Linked DNA regions of Oryctolagus cuniculus: region 2 is linked to region 1. The links are chromatin contacts, called in public Micro-C maps. All regions are on one chromosome and are shown on one strand. Each heading gives the region's core, a stretch centred on a gene start, on an enhancer-like site or on the middle of the called end of the contact. The rest is flanking DNA. Distances are from core to core; before and after follow the strand shown.

What was found. Hi-C and Micro-C count contacts between places; a contact is called where the count stands out from the background.
Region 2: a contact with region 1 is called in a Micro-C map of ear pinna, with 2.7 times the contacts expected there. The contact joins the promoter of ASB8 here to the promoter of RPAP3 in region 1. A contact is called at or near these places in 2 of 6 Hi-C or Micro-C datasets (ear pinna and an unstated tissue).

What each region holds. Positions count from the first base shown.
Region 1 is chr9:137,403,204-137,410,274 of mOryCun1.1, forward strand. RPAP3 (RNA polymerase II associated protein 3) reads right to left here and starts at 4,569. Exons shown (of 18, transcript XM_070049731.1): 1 at 4,539-4,569. It overlaps ENDOU (endonuclease, poly(U) specific), which reads right to left. Exons shown (of 9, transcript XM_008259345.4): 2 at 3,293-3,364; 3 at 2,988-3,125; 4 at 2,641-2,812; 5 at 2,216-2,415; 6 at 742-855; 7 at 276-382; 8 at 1-2.
Region 2 is chr9:137,711,688-137,718,758 of mOryCun1.1, forward strand. It overlaps ASB8 (ankyrin repeat and SOCS box containing 8), which reads right to left and starts at 4,331. Exons shown (of 4, transcript XM_002723441.5): 1 at 4,179-4,331; 2 at 2,790-2,949. The coding sequence starts at 2,906.

The DNA.
Region 1 (7,071 bases), core at 3,319-5,818:
CACTGTGGAGAGAGGGCACCAGGGCGTCCGGAGACGGCTGGGGAGCCGGGCAGGTGCCAGCCAGCAGCACTCAGACAGGGTCCACTGAGGGTCCGTCAGGGGCGGGGGGTCTTTGCGTCTCCCCCTTGAGGAGGCTCCCTTGGCTGTACCTCCCACCCCTGCTGTGGCCTGCATTTGGAGGGAAGCCAGCATCCTGGCCTGGCACCTGCTCTCTGCAGGTCAGGGAGGGGGCCGTCTGGCGGAAGGCAGAGCGAGGGCGGGACCCGGGCACTCACAGGCCCATCGTACACGTAGCTGTAATAGTCAACCAGGCCCTCCTTCTCCTGCAGGTAGAAGCGGATCCAGTTGTGGAAGCCCGTGACCTTGCCTTTCTTGACCTCCCCTGTAAGAGAGACCAAGGAGGGTGACCCTGCCCCTCCCCAGACCCCTCCCCACCACCCCCGCCGCAGCTGCCTCCCTTCTGCCATCTCCTGAGTCTAGAACGTCCCTCTGCCCAGCCCGTGAGCACTCTCACACACCCCCCTCCATTTCAGCTCCGGCCCTTGGGAGGGTCCAACCCTGGGCTGCCCTGGTGGCCACTGGGGAACCTCCTCCCGGCGGGTGGGGCAGTGAGGGAAAGGTGGCCATCCCGGATGAACCCTGAGATCCTCTGGGGGAGACTGACCCGCACAGTGGCCTCTCAGACCCGCCCTCCCGGCCTGGGAGTGGATGTGTCCCTGCGGCCAGTGAGCGAGCGCCCACCTGAGAAGACGTGTTCAAAGCCACTGGAGTCCCTCTCCTCGCCACCGCGTGAGTAGAGCCCGAACCACATGTTCTGCAAGTCCTCCACGAACTCCTGCTCTGAGCCGTAGCGGTCTGTGGGGGCACATGGGGGCCGGGTCTGGGTGGCAGGAAAGAGCTACCTGCCCTGGCCAAGAGGCACCAGGTTCAGGCCCACACACGTCCTGCTGGCCCTTCAGCAGCAGTCAGTGGTCCTACTGTGCAGGCCCAAGCTAAAGGCTGAGGAACAAGCAGGCAGCGGGCAGACAGCCTGAGGGCAGCCGGGAGGACATGGCAGGGCAGCGGGAGGACAGAGCAGGTGATGGAGGTGGGGATGCTGTGCGCCGGGCAGCTCCCCAGCAGCCGTACTCCCCGCATGGCAGTGTTGAGAGCAGACGGCTGGGCAGTGACCAGGCCACGAGGGCCTCACACGGGGGCTGCTGCCATCACCAGAGAGGTGGAACCCTTCCACAGGGCCAGTCTGGCCCCTTCTGCCTCTCCCTCTCTCCCTCGCTCCCCCTCTGTCTCTGCCTTTATTTCTCCTGCTATGTCTGTCCCTCTTTCTCCCTGGGCCTCTGTCTCTCTGTCTCTGACGCTCTTGCACTCTCTCTGTTCCCCGCCATCCCGCCGTGGGATGCCCCAGCAAGAAGCCCTCGCCAGGTGCAGCCCTCGAGGCCCACGGAGCTGCCCCAGCAGCACGGAGCCCACCAGACGGGGTGCTTTAGAGGAGGCTCACAAAGGCTTCTCCAGGAAGGTGGCAGGGGGCTGGGGGAACCCTCCTGTGCAGGGGACTGCAGGTGCAGAGGGGCGCATGGACAGGAGGGAGGGCACTGGGGACCTCACACCTGCAGCACCAGAGCAGAGGGGCTCTGAGGGGGTGGGGAAGCCCTCAGCCAAGCAGAGATGAGACTCGGTGTCTGGGTCCACCGTGTCATCTGTGTGCAGAGCCAGAACGCTTGCCCAGAGTGACGGGGAGATGAGGAGACAGCCTGGCTCCCACAGCTCTGCCACCTCTCTCCTGCGCTTGCCACCAGGCGAACACCAGGGGGCAGCCCAGGACTGCCCTGTGCCCAGGAGATCCCGAGCGTGGCCCTGGCTCTCCCTAAAGCAGAGCGCTGCCATTACCCGACAAGGCGCCTTGGCTGGACTGTGGCGGCTCTGGGCAGTGAAGACCCTGGGAGACCTGGACAGAGAGCCCTGGGACTCTGCAGGCCCCAACACCAATGCCAGCCTCCCTGGGTTGTCTGTTGCATTTTCTCCAGCACCCAACCCATCCCTGGACCCGGCTCAGGAGTCAGGAACAGAGAGGAGGGGGCTCCACCTGCCTGGTGCGGTGCCCTGGGGTGGGGGAGGCTCAGGGACCTGCTGGGGACCCCCAGCCTGAGGCCGGGCGGAGCCACAGAAGATGAGTGATCCCCCCCAGCTGTGCCTGCCCTGCGACCCCACGCGCGCTCACTCTGCTGGAGGAGGAAGCTGGAGAGCTCCCTCATGACGGCTGTCTGCATGACCTCGCTCAGAAAGGCTTGCTGCTCGGCCACCTGCTGGGCGCCCACGTGCTCCGGGTGGCCTGTGGCCGGCTGGTAGTTGTTGAGGAGCCGGATGAAGGCCGCATATGTGGGTTTGGAGAAGAGCTTCTCGTTGACATAGCTGAAGAGCCTGGGGCAGGTGGGACGACCCAGTGAGGCCGGAAGGGGCGCAGACCCTCCAGGGGGGCCGCTGGGGGCGCTGGGAGCTCTGCTGCCCGTGGGGCTGTTGTCTTTGCTCCGCACCGTGGAAGCTCAGCCCCCCTCCCCGGCCCGGCCGACCCTCCACAGACGCCTTCCCGTCTCACTCCCTCCCCGGGCCCCGCCAGCCGCTGGGGCAGTGACGGGGGGCGCTCACGGCTCGGGGCAGCGGTCCACTCGGTCCCCAGTCTCCGAAGGGGAGATGCAGTTCTGGCTGTTGAGCACGATGTCTTCCTTCCCGGCCTTGTTGGTGTCTGCCCTGTAGATCCGCTCCGAGATGTGCCGGAGCTCCTCTCCGGTAATGGCGTTGCTGCTGCGGGAGAAGCCCTCTGGGGGTGCCGGGGGACAGGGTCAGAGGCCCCAGGAGGCCCACGGCACGCCACGCCCAGCCTCCCAACCCCAGGGCTGCGGCTGTGGTCTGCAGGCCTCAGCTCCCGGGCCACTCCCTGGGAGCTGCTGCCCTCCCGAACGCCTCGGGCTCGGGCCGTGCGGGGGCAGACTGACCGTGGTGGTCGCACAGGCTGTGGAAATCCTCACAGCAGTTCCCAAAGCCCCGGCAGCGGGCGTCGCAGTGGCAGGGCTGGTGTCTGTCAAAGGCTTCGCGACAGCGGCCCTGGCAGGAGCCAGGTGCGGAGTACAGGCCTGCGGGGAGAGCGTGCACCGTGCGCCGAGGCCCTGCCCCTCCCCACCAGCCCCCTGCTTCCCGGGACAGCCTTCCCGATGCCCACGCCACCTCCTGACCCCTGGGCCCCTGGCTGGCTCAGGCCACCCGCTCTGATCCCGGTTCCCCTGCAAGGGAGCAGGCTCACTGCTGGCAGTGTCCACACCCGGCTCCTCCTCCAGTCCCAGAAATGGCTCCAACTCGTCGGTGTACTCTCCACCTGCCGACGAGAAACAAAACCACAACCGTCCCGAGGGCCTCAGCGGGGACATGTGCCTTGGGAGCAAGGACCCACCGGGAGCAGATGGAGGGCGGAGGCTGCTGGTAGAGTCACTTCCCCAGAGAAACCACCCGGTGGTGTGCTCTGCCTTGGGAGTGAGCCCTCAGGTGGGGGCGAATTCTCAGGGAGAAGAGCTGTGGCCCAGGGACTGCTGGGGGACACAGCCATGTGATGGCCAGTGGGGAGGGCAGCCCCGGCCCTGCAAGCTGAGTGCTGAGTGACGCAGCAGGGGGCAGAGAGCGGCGCGAGGGAGGAAGAGGACAGGAGGCTCCTGAGGACTCACACGGGGGAGTCACCCCCAGTCACCATGGAAACAGCCGGTGACAACCGATTCCAAATCTCTGGGTTGCTGCCCCAGAACGGCTGCCCCCAGCAGACACCGGCCCCCCTTCCTCTAGTCCAGGCTTCCCCAGGGCTCTGTTGTTCAGACCCCACTGGTGTCACACAGGCTCACATGAGCCGGCCGGCTGAGGTCCCAGCCTCTGGTTGGGCCATTGTTTTCTACGGAAAAGAGGTTTTGAGCCACAGATTTGAAACTCAGAAGTGAAGAGGCGAGATGCCAGCCTGGCGGTCTGACGGGCCGGGTGGAAGCTGCGTGCAGGAGGAGGCCTGGCAAAGCCCTGTGTCAAACCAGCAGCTTCTCCCAAGTACCTGTCCCTGGCGCCAGCCCGGTTTCCTTGGGGCACTGGCAAGAGAAACCTGCGTTTTTTGCGTGAGAATGTCCAGGTCTTTAGAACGTGAGCAGGCTGAAGAAAGGGGAGGTCGGTGGCTGCCTGCAGAGGGCGCTGCTGCTGCTGCTCCTGCCCCTGGCTGCATCAGCCCCCCTCACCGGTGCTCTCTGGGGACTTGTCCTCCACACCCGGTCTCCCTGTGCGCAGGTGGGAGCTGACGTGGGAGCAGGACCGGCTACCCGACCGAAGGGCGGGCAGGAGCAGTCGTCATCCTGAGGGCGCCAAGGATCGGGGTGCCAAGGATCGGGGAGCAGTGCCACAAAGGTCATAGGCCCTCCGCAAGCCCCACGACCCCCTCCCCGGCAAAGGCAGGGGCAGCCAGGCTGGCACCGCGCGCTGGGCTCTGAGCGCTCTCTTCCCAGGCAGGGGTCCGAGGCTGTGACAAGGTCAGTGTCAGAGTCAACTGACAGCACCAGCAACCAAAGGCTGATTTGGACCAGGGCTGGGTGTGCTTGGGCTGGGATTGAGAGCACAGGATTCGAACACATTACATCTGCCAAAAGAAGTCTGGGGAGGGCTGGGGTTGGACTGAAGGCAACACCCAAGCTGGAGGAAGTGTCAGGGCCAGGAGAGGAGGAATAATGCCAGGTTGGCTCAAAGCAGCCTGGGAGCTGCTGATTCCACCCAGGCACCTCAAAGCTGGCCCTCAATGCAAATGCGGATCTGGGGAGACCCGACTGGGGTTAGGGCTTCCCCACAGTGTACGGGGCAGGCACCGCGGGGAGGGGAGGAGCCGCTGTGGCCGGGATTCTGGTCCTGCAGCTTCCCAGTGTCAGGTTCTCGCCCAGGTGGCTTCACCTGCGGGGCCTCGTTCCCTTATCTGGACAGGTGGGAGATTAAGGCAGCCTATCTCGCAGAATATTGATGGGAGCTAAATGAGCCAGTGTTTGTCAAGGGCCGCTCAGTGTCAGCCTCATGGGTCTGTGTGAGGACCACACGGAGGTGAGGGTTCAGACGGCAGCACCACCCTGCCCCGGGCTGCTGGCCCGTGTGGTCCCAGTAGGAGAGGTGCTGCGCCAGCCCGCCCAGTCCCGAGGTGCCTCCTCGCTGCGGGCACAGCCTCCTCGGTGGCCAGGGCACGGTCACATGGACTGGCCCCACTTGTCTCTGCGAGCCCAGAAGAGCCTTTCTGGCATCTTAAGTCGAGCTCCTGGGAGCCTGAATGGCAGAGTCCTGCAGGGGGCCGGTCAGCTGCCTGCTCGGCTGGCCTGGCAGGACACCCGGGACCAGCGGCAGAAAGTCCGGGCAAAGAGGACAGTGTTTTAAAGGGCCAGGAGAGCGGAGGCCAAGGAAAGCACTTGCTTCCCTCCAGCAGCTGGCACCGCCGTGGGCGGCCGTGGCGCTCAGAGCCCGCTGGCCGAGGCTGAGTGGATTTTTCACCTCAGTTCAAGAACCGAAGCCCCAGGAGGAGCCCAGGCCAGGGGTCTCAACGCTCCCCGGCAGACTTGTCTGCTTCAAGGTGGCCAAGGGATGGGAGGGTGCAGGGCAGGCTGGGAGGGACGTCTCCTGGGAGGCAGGCGCCTGGCTGTGCATTCTGGGGTCCCCACTCAGGTTCCCCACCCCGTGCCTCCCACGAACACAGGGGCTGTGCCCCGCCCCCCATGGTGCCCCAGGAACCACGGCTCGCCTGCCCCCGGCCCCTCTCTGACTTCCTCCCCCACAGTCGTCTTTGTCCACCTGGTGCCAGAGCCTCTTCTCGGGTCCACACTGGCTGTCTACAGATCCAGGTCTCAGGCTGGGTGGACTCAGCATCCCGGTGCTCTCTCAAGCGATGCGGTCTCCATGGAGACCTAGTCACCAAGGAGCTGCGCCTTGCCCCACCTCCTGACCCTCGACCCTGGAACGAGGTCCCCAGCACGTCCAGCTCAGAGGCACAGACCAGAGACTGGCCGGGACCCCACAGGACTCAGTCCTGTAGCTCAGCTCTGGGGCGCTGGCTGGCAGAGCATACAGAACAGAGCCTCTGCCCCATCGGAGACCCCACCCAGTCGGCTCTCACTTCCCCTAATCCCACAGCAACTCCCCCGCTCCCTGGCTCTCAGAGACATCCCCAGGGACACAGGTCTCAGTGCCCCCTGAGCAGAGTTCGGTGCCACCCCCCGAGCTCACCCTGCTCTTGCCAGAGCTGTGTCTTGATAGGGGCCTCAGCACCCCTTATAAAGATTTTCCACTTGGGGATCACATCCCACAGTGTGATTGGGAAGGATGGAGTCTGCAGGCCTCATAGCTCAAGGTCAAGTTCCAGTGGTGCGCGTGCCTCCGGGGCCCCACAGAGGGTCAGCTCGGGGTGGGCAGAGGAGGGATCTGCCTGGACCCCTCAGCCCAGCTCCCAGCCTGGGTGCTGCCCGCTCCCAACCAGCCACCGCCACTGTCACTGGGCTGCCCCGCCCCCTCATCACTAGAAACTGCCCACCACGCCATCCTCTACCCCTCAACCAGGGTACGGGGACAGACACCCTGCCCCAGATGGGACAGGGCCCCTCCTAGTCGGGCCTTTCGTCTCCTGTGCCTGCCTGCCTGCTAAGGCCTTTCCCAGGGGAGGGTCACATCCTGGAACACCTCCACCCCTGGGCAGAGTGACCCACAGCCAGGCCACCGGAACCCAGCTCCTTTCATGCAGCAACCGCAGAAAACCAAACCTCGGTGAGATCAAAACCACTGTCTGTGGCGCCGGCAGCCTATATGGGCGCCGGTTCGAGTCCCAGCTGTTTCTCTTCTGATCCAGCTCCCTGCTAATGCGCCTGGGAAAGCAGTGGGAGGTGGCCGAAGTGCTTGGGTCCCTGCACCCACGCGGGAGACCCGGATGAAGTTCTTGGCTCCAGGCTTTGCGTGAACCTGGCCGCAGCTGTTGCAGACATTTTGGGAGTGAACCAGCAGATAGAGGATCTTTCTCTCTCTGCCTCTCAACTCTGCCTT
Region 2 (7,071 bases), core at 3,081-5,580, 310 kb after region 1:
GATGCAGGGGTCCAAACACTTGGGCCATCTTTCACTGCTTTCCCCGGCCACAGCAGAGAGCTAGATCAGAAGAGGATTCGAACCAGCGCCCATACGGGATGCTGGCACCGCAGGCGGCAGCTTTACCCATTATGCCACAGCGCCCCCCCCCCCTTTAAAATAGGTAAAATAGGTTTATTAATTTGAAAGGCAACAGAGTCAGAGAGATACATTTCATCTACTGGTTTACTCTCCAAATGGCTGCAACAGCTAGGGCTGGGCCAGGCTGAAAAACAAAAGAGAGTAATAGAGAGACAGATCTTTCCACTGAGTCGCTCCCCAAAAGGCCACAATAGCCCGGGCTGGGCCAGGCTGAAGCCAGGACCTTTGAACTCCATCTGCCACCACTTGTGTGTCACGGGCCCGAGCACTTGGGCCATCTTCTGCTGCCTCTCCAGGCTCATTAGCAGGCAGCTAGATTGAAAGCAGGGCAGCTGAGACCTGACCTGGCATTCTGATACAGGTGCTGGCAGCCTAGGCGGAGGCTTGACCTGCTGTGCCACAACGCTGGCCCACTTACAAGCATTTCTAAAGCAGCCTCTTAACCTCAGCATTCTCTGTACCAGGCCCTGCTGGTCCTTCTATTCCCAGTCTGATGATGGGGGGAGACGGCAGTCAGACCTAAGGCCCTGAATGACTCAGCAGCAGAGCTGGAATTAGAAAGTGACAGTGTTTCTACGGCTGAGCCTTCTGACACCACTTCTGTGGGGAACAAGCCTACACTGCAGGACTCTGTCTTCTCTGGCTGCACCACATAACTGTGCAGCAGCTACAGTGCTCAGCCCTGGACTGCAAATGAGGAATAATGTGCAGAGTATGGTATCAAAGACCTTCTAGGATACTGGTCATATAACAATTACTGAACAGCAGAGGTTAGGTATCAGATATTCAGGATGTCTTCATCTATAATTACCATGCATTTCAGGGATTAACTTTGTCTTCCTGGAGTGCCTTTGTCTAACCCTGGAGTGCCTGGGTTCAAGTCACAGCTCTGCTCCTGATCCCAGCTTCCTAATACACCTGTACCGAAAATCCCTGGGAATGCCCTGGTAGGCACCAGATAACGACCCAAGTACTTAGGTCCCTGTACTGATCTGGGAGACCCAGACTGAGTTCTGGGCTCCTGGCTTCAGCTAACCCCAGCCCTAGCTACTGAGGTCATCTGGGGAATAAACCAGTGGATGGGAACACTATGCCTTTCAAATAAATCAAAATGAAATAAATTTTTTAAGAGACAGAGGACAAAGGAAATCTCACATGTAATTTTTTTTAATGATTTATTTATTTATTTGAAAGGCAGAGTTACAGAGAGAGAGAGAGAGAGAGAGAGAGAGAGGTCTTCCATCCACTGGTTTACTCCTCAAATGGCTGCATTGACCAGAGATGGGCTGATCTGAAGCCAGGAGCCAGGAGCTTCCTCCAAATCTCCAACGTGGGTTCAGGGTCCCAAATACTTGGGCCATCTTCTACTGCTTTCCCAGGCCATTAGCAGGGAGCTGAATTGGAAGTGGAGCAGCCAGGGCCCATATGGGATGCCAGCACCACAGGCAAAGGCTTAACCTACTACGCCACAGTACTGGTCCCCTCACATGTGATTTTAACACAGGAGTGAGCTCAGAGGGTCTGAAGCCACCTCGGCTTTGTTTGCCTCTTCCTCTCTTAGAAAGCAGGGCTGAGCTGGGCGGGTTCTACACGTACCACCTCCAGACAGATTTTATGGAAGGCATGAGATGACCGTCATCCAGAACATATTTCATGAAGAAAAATATCAGATGGTCAAAGCAAAAAGGAGAAGGGAAGCAAGGCAAACACAGGGAAAAATATATTTTGATGGTCATGTTGATAAGCATTTGAAAGCAATGGACACAGGGCAGCATTGTGGCATGGCGTAGTGGGTAAAGCCGCCGCCTGCAGTACCAGCATCCCATATGGGTGCCAGTTCGAGACTCAACGCTCCACTTCCGATCCAGTTCTCTGTTACGGCCTGGGAATGCAGTGGAAGTTACTCCAAGTCTTTGGGGCCCTGCACCTGTGTGGGAGACCCAGAAGAAGCTCTTGGCTTCGGATCGGCACAGCTCTGGCCATTGTGACCTACTGGGGAGTGACCCAGCAGACGGAGGATCTCTCTCTCTCTCTGCCTCTCCTTCTCTCTCTGTATAACTCTTTCAAATAAAGAAACAAATTTTTAAAAAGATCAATCTCTCTTTCATTCTCTCTTTAACTCTGCCTTTCAAATAAATAAATCTTTAAAGTAGTTCAAGGAAGATGGAATTAAAAAATAAGTTTATATTAAAAAATGGAGGGGCTGGCACTGTGGGGTAGCAGGTAAAGCTGTTGCCGGCAGTGCTGGCATCCCACTTTGGCACCAGTTCGAGTCCCAGCTGGTCCACTTCCTATCCAGCTCTCTGCTATGGCCTGGGAAAATAGTGGAAGATGCCCCAGTTCCTTGGGCCCCTGCACCCATGTGGGAGACCCAGAAGAAACTCCTGGCTCCTGGCTTCTGATTGGCCCAGCTCCAGCTGTTGCAGCCATTTGGGGAGTGAACGAGCAGATGGAAGACCTCTCTCTCTCTCTCTGCCTCTTTCTAACTCTGCCTTTCAAATAAGTAAATAAATCTTAAAAAAAAAAAAAAAAAAAGGAGACTCCCTGTGCTCTTGTGCTAGTGGAAGCTTTCAATCTGCAGTCTATTAGGGTTTACCAGTTTCCCGACTCTGCCTCCCAAAAGACTCTCCCCAGGGGATGGCACTCACCCCCCTGATCAGATCCTCCACGTTATCATGCGGGAAGGAACGGATGGCGGCGATGGTCCGGATCAGGCGCTCCGAGAGGGAGTACTTGCTCTGAATGCTCTGCATGATGTACCACATACTGGACTCACTGGGCCCCGAGTGTTCACATGCTCCACAGCACCTGAACAAAGAGGTCGCAGGGGCACACAGGGACACCGCTGAGCGCCTCCGCCCTTGGGAGGCCTTCCCCAGACCTGGAGATTTCAGATCTGGACGCAGAGCGGATGACAGGAGCTGACAGGACCCTGCTCAACTCTGACCCAGTCCACACGAGGACCCCTGAGGAGCTGTGTGGTTTTCAAACAAGACAAGGCTGCCGGCGCCAGAATACACTCCTTCCCTGTGGATCTCTGCAGTCTCTGCGCTCGGCTCCCCTCAGGTAACTGCAGCTCACTCATGCGCCCCTTTCCCCCCCCCGGGAGCTGGAAGCAGCGGGAAGGCCGGGGTCTGGCCAGCAGAGAACTCCAGAGTGCAGGTGTTTCACAAACACTGGCTTCTGCTAAGGGTATGGCAGCGAAGACAGGCAAAAAGGCTACGGGACAGCACATCCATGTTCATGATAAGGCATCTGTGAAATATTGTTAAATGTCTTCAGCAGAGAAAAGAGTGGGAATACTTGTGGCACATCCTAAGATAAGGAAGAAAGCAAAAAGTGTAGCTACTCTGAAATCATCTAAAGTTGTAAAAACAAAGCAAAGCTCAACAGCACTGAAGGAGCGTTTTGTTTCTAACGAGCGAGACTTAAAGCGAATTAATAACTAACAATTGGCTATTCGCGACAACTAAGGAATAGATTTGGGCAAACGTATCTTAAAACGACAACATGACAGTAGGAAGCTGGAAAAAGAAACTAAATGCAATCGCGGAAAATGCGTTTTATGAGAAACACACTGATCTCGATTTTTCTGTTCTGCAGCAAAATCTACTCTTCCAGCTTGTTAAACACGTCTGCACAGGACCGAGTGTGACGGCAGGATAAGGCGCAGCTGGAGAGACCCCCTATCGGAGCAACCCGAGTTCTGCTGGAACGGAGACAGACATCCCGTACGCGGCGAGCCGTGGGTGGACACACGACGAGACCACCGACGCTCCAAGAAAGCCGCGACCCGCCCTCCGGGGCCTCGTCCCCCTGCTGCCCTTCGCTCCGGCCGCGAAGCCCAAAGCCGAGCGAAGGCGGGGGTGGGGGTGCCCGGCCACTTGGTGCACCTGCTCGGGAGGCTCCCGGCCCAAAACGCGTGGCGGCCTCGACGGTCCGCAGACCTCAAGCGGGAGTGGTGGACACGTTCTTGGGCGCGGAGCCTCGGGCTGGGGCCCGGCTGCAGACCCTCCCGTAACAAGGGCCGCACTCACCGGACCCGGGCCTAGGTGGTTCCCGACAGCCGCTTTCAAGCGTGACCCGGAAGTAGAAGTGTCACCAGCGACCCCTGTTTACGGGACTAGGCTGACTGGGACGTGCGCCTGCGCACTGGCAGTCGTGGGGAAATCTGCGGGCTGCGCCTGCGCAAAATCAATCCCGTGAGACTCCGGACCAGCGTCTCTGCGCAGGCGTGCTTGTGGCGGTCCGCGGCTGCGCGTGCGTGGTCCAAGGATGCGTGCTTCCGGCCTGTGGTGGCTGCGCCCGCCAGCCCTCTCCTCGGCGCTGGATCGCCATCGGAGGTGGTGCCTGGGTTATGGCCGGCCACCTCCGGGTGCTCCCGAACGCCGCTGTCTCCTGGGAGTCACCAGAGCCCTCCGGCGCCCACCCGCGCTCAGCCGGGGTCCGGGTGAGAAGAACGGAGCCGTGCGGCGAGGCGAGAGGACAGGCTTTTTAAATGGGTTCTCGCCGGTTGCCAATACTGGCACTTTTTTTTTTTTTTTTTTTTTTTTAATTAGCACTTGAAGGGGTCGGCGCCGTGGCGCACTAGGTTAATTCTCCGCCTGCGGCGCGGGCATCCCTTATGGGCGCCGAGTTCTAGTCCCGGCTGCCCCTCTTCCACTCCAGCTCTCTGCTGTGGCCCGGGAGGGCAGTGGAGGATGGCCCAGGTGTTTGGGCTCCTGAACCTGCATGGGAGACCAGGAGGAAAAGCCTGGCACTTTAAAATCTGGGCCCCGCGCGGCCTCCGCGGCCAGTCTTGCAGACGTCGCAGCCCGGGAAGCGCTCTGCCGGGGCTCCACGCCGCGCCTTCCCGGAGGCCGCGCTGGCTGGATTCGGTGGCCGATGGGATTAGCCGAGGCGTGCTCCACACCCGACCTCTCAAGCTAGTCCAGGGTCTTTGTCCGCATTCCGCGAGTGGAAACTTAGTTTCTGTCATTGCTTGTGAACCAGGAGCTAGTATTAGGGCCCTAAAAACTCCAGACTTCAGGGGCACTTGGCCTAGCCCCTGGTTTCAAGTCCAGCTCCAGTTCCCAGCTGTGGCTCCTGCTGATGGCTCGAGTGGGTGTGTCCCTGCCACCCACACGGGAGACCCCGGTGCTTCAGCCTTCACAGCATTTGAGGAGTGAATCCGTGGATGAGGTCTCTCTTTTTTCCCTGCTTCTTGAATAATTTAAGTGGAGAATGTGTTCTGGGAACCTAAAGTTCCAAGGCTTGAGGCAGAATTGTCAGAAACTGCATTTCAGGAGGCCACGAGTCCCCTTCTCCACGGATCCAGCAGGGGGTGCTCACCTGGCCCACCCGTCGCTCTCAAAGTGGAGCACTAACTTCATCCAGCTGACCTACGAAGAGTGTGGTGACGGCCCTGCCGGCCCTCGTCTTGTGAAATCGCGCTTTGGTGGGTGCACTGCTCTGAGAACCCACTACACAGCGGGAGGAGGTTGCCGCCTGTTACTCAGAGCTGAAAGAGCCACAGGGTCCAGCAGATGAAAGCCCTGTCCCTGAAGAGTGGGTCTGCCTTCTCCAAGGTTCCATGCCTTGGCAGCTCTTGGTCAAAGTCATGCCAGCGACAGTGGTAGAAGTGTGAGATCAGAGTCCTTTATTTTTTTCTTAAAGATTTACTGATTTATTTGAAAGTTAGGGGCAAGGAGGAGAGTCAGAGCTTCCATCCGCTTGTCCACTCCCCAAATGGCTGAACCAGCCAGGGCTGGGTGAAGCTGAAGACGGGAGCTTCTCTCTGATAACCCATGAGGGTGGCAGGGGCCCATGCATTTGGGCCATCTTCACTGCTTTCCCAGGTGCATTAGCAGGGAGCTGCACAGGAAATGGAGCAGCTGGGTCAGAAATGGGCACCGTATGGAATGCTGGTGCTGCAGCTTAAAGCGCTGCACCACAGTGTCACCGTACAGCTTCAGTTTTTAAGGAGACTTTATTATAAACATGTTAAAATATACGGAGAGACTAGAGAATCCTATGAGGAGCATCACCTGTGTTAATTACATGAACATCCTGCTAACTATTGTAAATATTTTTTTCTTTGTCTTGTCCAGTGATACTAATAATAAAAGCTTAAGCTCCCACAGCTTTGGGGAAAGTTTTTTCAGAGGTGGTTAGATTTGGCATCCTAGAACTTCCTAAACACGTGAGCTATTTCTTACTCATTTATTCAGTACTTCCTTCAGGAAAGATTTTTTTTCACCCTGTGTTTAATCATCTTTCAAATTTCTTGGTTGGCAAATGCTGAGGTATATAAATTATGTGAGGCTACCAGCCTCTTATGAATGTAAGAACAGTTGGAGTCTCCCAGGGAGTACTAAAGTGGGTGTCCATTTAGGTGTCTCAGAGACTTACTGCCCCAGAGAAGCTGGTTTCAGAGCCACCCAGTTGCCCATTCATTAAAGTGTGACTCAGCACCTGCTTTGTTCTACGACTTGTACTCAGCTGTTGGAAGAAGAGAGACAGAGACAGGCCCTGAGAAGCCCAGGCTGCGAGACAGATTGGAACACTATCAGCTGCAGGTGAATACCGGAACAAAGTTTCCATGAACGAAATCAGTGTTGTGTGCAGAGGCCAGGGGTGAGCCCAGGCTGAGCTTGGTCCAGGCTCCTGTCCTGTGCCACGAGGAATTCAAGGAAGAGATGTAGGGAAGGTCAGCAGGGAAGCAGGACTTGTGACCGGCAGAGGACAGCCAGAGGGAAAGGTTCAGAACCTTGCTTTTACGCTGTCGCTAGGCAAGTGGTTGGTGTCTGGAGCAGGTTTAACTGAATATTCCAACAGCATGGGGTTGGGGTGATGCTTGAGTACTGCCTGCCTCCAGAAACCCATCATGGTGTGAGGTGCATGATGGGATGGGTGTCAGCCATGATAATTTTACTATAATGACAGAAAGGT